Regions from separate parts of the Rattus norvegicus genome. Here region 2 is linked to region 1. The links are chromatin contacts, called in public Hi-C maps. All regions are on one chromosome and are shown on one strand. Each heading gives the region's core, a stretch centred on a gene start, on an enhancer-like site or on the middle of the called end of the contact. The rest is flanking DNA. Distances are from core to core; before and after follow the strand shown.

Region 1 (2,751 bases), core at 123-2,622:
ACAATTAAGTCATTATTATTCTTTAGGAACCACTAGTCTTCCAAGATAGATCTGAAAATACAAAAGGATTTTTTTCACAATAATTTGATTTTTATAGCAAATTACTAAGTAAGAAAAAATGGCTTGCAAAATTTATGAAGTTTACTACCTAGGGCAGTTTATAGGTAAAAAGAATAGATCTCCATGTTAACATTTAGCGCGTGCGCACGGGGGCACACACACACACACACACACACACACACCACACACACACACACACACCATTAATTAATTAACTAGCTAATTAACTTGGGGCCACCAAGATGGCTCAGTGGATACAAGGCTTGTGGCTAAGCCTAGCAATCTGAGTTTGAGTCTTGGGACTCACGTGGTAGAGGAGAGAACTGACTTCTACAAGTTGTGTTTCTTCTCCAGTCAAATAACTAAATTTAATGGAAAATAAAAATTTTCAGTCTTATTAGCCTATACATAAAAACGATTTCAACCTAACTTAAAAATAAAAAGCCCACATGTTTAATTTATCATTGACTATTTATTTACTTATTTATTTATCTGAAACGCTTTCTAGAGGCAGCAAAGAATTCACATTGGATTAAAATCTCTGGGTCTAGGTAAGTAATTTCAGATTTTGGTCAAAGATAAGACTTATCCAATTTTCCTCTAAAATGCACATTAGAAATTGAAGAGTTTGCTCATGATGAAAATCCTTATTTTCTTCCATGTGGAGCTAAACTTGCTTACAAGTCACAGCTAAAGGAAAACACAGAGAGCATCCTGATTGGCTACCCTGTCTTTTCACCTGGCCATTACACATGCCTACAGACCGCATCTATGTGTACAGTACCCTGTCCCAGCCAGGAAGTGATATCTCAGAACAAGCTTTAAAAAAAAAAACAAAAAAACAATACTCCATTTTCTGGAGTTTGTGCTGAAGCCAAGGCAAAATTTAGGTGTGTTCTCTTTCCTAACGGAACTCTATGATTCACAAAACCAAGTCTGTAAACGTCAGTTTACAATGTGACCAGGGCATTGGATTCAACACCACTGCAAAATATTACATTTGACAAGAGGAATGCTGGCTTCGGTGGAACGCTTGCCAGCGACTCTTGCAATTACCAGGCAAGGCAACTGGTAATGAATTCTTTTAAGGTGGAATTCAAGTCTCGAGATTGAATGTTGCCCATTATTGGAGTTCAAAGGCAACTATCTCTAGAATTGTTCTTTTAATGCTTGTTGGATGGTTTTCCTTGTTCTTTTCTTGTAGGCACACAATTGTTGTCTTGATCTTGCGATAAAAAGAGCTTCTGTGAGTCTTTGTAGTAAGCCCAGTTGGCTTGGTAACATGGCTGTAGTCAGAATTCCAAAGTGGGGAAACAAAGACTTAGAAATTACTGGCTGAGAAACAGCTTGTTCTGGACTGTGGGAATCTTTCCTTGGCTTGTGGAACCAATGGAATCTTCATTAGCTCCTCATTCACCCAGAAACAGCCCCCCAGCCACCCCCACCCCCTTCTACACACACACACACACACACACACACAGTTTTTTGCCCTTTTGTATTTTTCCAAACTAGAGCTTTAACCACAAGAAAAATAAAATAATGTGGTCAGTTCTTCTGTAATCAGTTCCTACCAAAATTCCGCATGTGCTAGAATCTTCTTCGAGGCATAGTTCCAAAAGAACAGCCCCACGTTATTCAATCGTACATTTCTTTCCATAAAGAGGGTGAGTCAAAGGGTAAGACTTTACTTACAGGGTGGGGAGAGAAACCCAAGTGGCTGCCTTTAGGCCTAATTGAATGGTGACTGCTATGTCTTCCTTCTTTCTTTGTGGAGTAGTCTCCCCCTGCCCCTACCCCCAACTTTATTGAACAAATAATACCAGAGCAAAGTGACCATTTTAAACAATTACACCTAAACCATTCAGTCTGAACTGGGCAGAATTTAGTTAGATTAATTTGACTCAGGAAGGCCTCATAGCAGAATGAGAAAACAATACTTTAAAATATTTTTTTCCCTACTGACACTGAGGGTGTCCTTAGCACACTATGTCAGGAATTTTCCTTTGTGTCTCTAAATAATGCAAGATGAACTCAGCAGTGTTCACATAAATACTCCCGAATCACACTGCAGCTCTCTCAGCAGGGAGTCACGGAAGGATGGGAACCCTGGATAAAATGTTTTAAAAAGCAAAAACCTTTCAAGTCTCAAAAAAAAAAAAAAAAAAAAAAAGGGCAGGACAATCATAGAAACAGCAGCTCGACCTCAGCAAACCAGGAAACTGACTGGTGGGTGCTTTCTGAATGGACTTTTCTTTCTCTTCTTTCCTGCAATTGTTTGAGGAGAAATAGAATAGAAACTGTGAGAGAGGAAGCTGAGAAATGGGAGGAACTGAAGGATTCTAAGTAGTGCTGGCTGAATGAGAAAAAGTCTAAAGAAAGTTTGTGTGTGCCTTCAGGCTCGCCCATAAGCTGGGTGTTCTGGGTGCAAACGGGTGTTGTTTCCAAAGTTTCTACAATATTTGCTGAAATCTGACGGAAGATTCTAGCCAATGTTGCCAGGAAGACACACAACCGAAGGTCATTTTGTTTCCTCCATAATCCTTGTCATCTCCTAAATATTCTCCTGAAATTCACAGATCCTTACTATTGTGTCACAGAAATTTAATGTGGTGTAGGCTCCAGAGGCAGAGCTTACAGCCTTTAAAGAACAGTTCATGGCTCAATGCAAGCAGGGAAAGCAATGATGAAGGA
Region 2 (2,751 bases), core at 159-2,658, 570 kb after region 1:
GTACTCTTGATTCTATTCTACAGCAGTTAAAGCTATTCAAATTAGCATTATTTGTCTACTACTTGTATCATTGAGCTGCAGTAAAAGATGACCAATACATGATTTAAATTTACTGCAATCAAATTATCAAACTGAAATATGTTTTCTTTTTAAGATGGGGTCTCACTATGTAGCCCTGGCTGGCCAGGAATTTGCAGTGTAGACAAAGCTGTTCCCAGCTTCACAAATATCCATCTGCTTTTCCCAACGGAATGCTGGGATTACAGGCACCTACCATGTCTCCTTCTGAGTTTTAAATCTTTAATTTCTTGGTTTTTTTTTAAACCAAAAGGCCATTCTCTCCTTTTATGTACAATTTTGAATATATGCATGTTTGGATAAGTTTCAACAATGACTTTTACCTTTAGCTTCTTCCATATTACTTCTGAGCAATAATAAAAACTCCTATGACAATATTTAAACCAAACTTAAGCATTCCACTGCTCATTTCACCCTTTCAAAGATAGTATGATTGCATATAAACACACAGCTAGGTAGAATTAGACCTTGAACGTGGTGTGAATGGAACTGTCCACGTACCCATAAACTCTTGGATTGTGTTTTTCAAAATGCTGTAAACCATAATGAAAAGTACAGTGTGGAATCTATGATTAAAAACACCTTTTTAAAAAAGGAATTATTTATTTCATATATGTGGGTTCACTCTAGCAGTCTTCAGACACACCAGAGGAGGGCATCACATGCCATTACAGATGTTTGTGAGCCACCATGTGGTTGCTGGGAATTGAGCTCAGGACCTCTGGAAGAGCAATCAGTGCTCTTACCGCTGAGCCATCTCTCCAGTCCCAACACTTGCATTTCTAACAATCACTTTCCTGAAAAATTAATTTAGTAATCTTAGTGAGAGGGCTAATAAACACCATGGTTTTCAGAAGTTATTAGTTTACGTTTGTCCAAATACTATTTTTATGGAAGAAACTGAAAATGGAGTATGTATAGTCAGCCTTTCTGTTCTTTGTTGATTTTTATCCATGTGGAAGTGTGTGTGTGTGTGTGTGTGTGTGAGAGAGAGAGAGAGAGAGAGAGAGAGAGAGAGAAAGAAAACATGTGCACATGCAAATTCACACACTCAGAACTACATTAGTTTTCAAATAATGCCCCCTTCTTTCTCAGAAACATGGGTTATTCTGTGAGGGCAGGAGGGAAGGTCCAGGGTCAGAGCTTTGTGCCAGGAATTCTAGTAAAAGCTACTGGTAAAAGCAGGGGTTTCCACCCTCTCAGCAAGTTCCTGTCAGCACTTAGCTCTCTATCTATGTGTGCACAGGGCAGAGTGCCCAATGCATTTCTACCAGGGATCCAGTAGCGAGGCAGGGTCAGTGTAAGCACACTTATCCCCCAGACTGGAGAGTTTTGCTTCTGAACATGGCCAGTGCCTTTCAGCACTGCTGTCAACCACGCTCAGATAGGGCCCTGAACTCCACACAATGAATGAGATATGCCAAATGAAGCCCAATTACCTCACTGACGTCATCCAGCTTTTGACTTGAATTTAATGGGGGAGCTGCTTTTTGAAACAGGGGGCCGTTTGTATCACATTATGCAAATGACAAGACTAATCTTTTGCATTATACATAAGAGCTGCTTATTGTGCATTAACTAATTTATCTGACTACGAAGAGGCTATGAATGCTGATTTTTATTAAGCTCTTCATTAAGCAAAAATGTAGGCATGGCAAGCACACACATTTGCATGTGCCTATCTTGTGTGAGTGAATAAAGGCATAGACCCATCCTGTTATCAAGGACATGCTTTTGTTGATGAAATCATCAAGAATGATATTTTTTCCAGTTGTATCAATTATTAAGTTGAGAATAAGAAATCTAAAAATCAGAGGGAAGGTTAAAACCCATCACACTTTTTAATATAAAATATGAATCTAAATTTGCCTTTTAAAAGCACAGAATACACAGTCTGATGTCAATAGTTTAAATCTTATGGCTGTGACCCTTTATATGTTGGTGACAAATTTCATAATTAGTATAAAAACAGACATTGAAATATGACACAGCATTGAAGCAATCACTTCTGATTTTAGATGCATATAATAATTCTTTTCAGTAAAATAAAATGAAAAAGGTCTAAACTCATTTTTTATTGAACAGATACCCATTAATTTGGTTCAGATGTAGGCAGAGGTATATGGAAACAGACTTGTGAATAATGTTTATACGATGCTTGGGTGCATAGCTCATTAAGGCACTCACTGGATGCTGATACAGAATCTTCATACAGACAAGGGGCATCTCAGTAGGTTGTTTAAAATTTGACCTGCAACTTTTACAAGAGATGACAAAAAAATTATTTTAGAATGTATGTGCTGGGTAAAACTGATATAAATTTGCATTATTTTAATCAGCCAAAACCATTAGGAACACTTAAGTTACAAATCATTCCGAACATTTTATTAAGCTTAGTGCTTGAAAGACAATTTTAGCAAGGTAGTTAACCACTCCCAAACTAGAAGTGGATCAGAGATTGTTTTCTTATGCTTTTTCAAACAGTCGGGCTAGAGGAAATAAAGTTGGCCTCTTTCCTTAAAAGTATGAGACAGAAGAAATGAGGTACCCGGTGGGGGGATGGGCAGCAGAGCTGAATTCCCCCTCTGGCTTCAAACTCCAGTTCCCAGTTTTAGTTCATTAAAATTAATGACCCATCACTGCGTGTCCTGCATGAGAACAGCTCATTCCTTT

The links. Hi-C and Micro-C count contacts between places; a contact is called where the count stands out from the background.
Region 2: a Hi-C map of Schwann cells shows a contact between it and region 1, with 6 times the contacts expected there. The contact joins two enhancer-like sites. A contact is called at or near these places in 2 of 12 Hi-C or Micro-C datasets (Schwann cells and psoas muscle).

Annotation. Positions count from the first base shown.
Region 1 is chr18:50,818,914-50,821,664 of GRCr8, forward strand. No RefSeq gene overlaps it. Among named protein-coding and RNA genes, the nearest start is that of Zfp608, 210 kb to the left of the region's middle. Within about 2 kb of position 1,373, at least 24 of the 93 cell types and tissues checked have an H3K27ac peak or open chromatin away from gene starts, as enhancers often do. A contact at or near this core is called in Schwann cells, where this site is marked.
Region 2 is chr18:51,388,168-51,390,918 of GRCr8, forward strand. No RefSeq gene overlaps it. Among named protein-coding and RNA genes, the nearest start is that of Gramd2b, 690 kb to the right of the region's middle. Within about 2 kb of position 1,409, at least 22 of the 93 cell types and tissues checked have an H3K27ac peak or open chromatin away from gene starts, as enhancers often do. A contact at or near this core is called in Schwann cells, where this site is marked.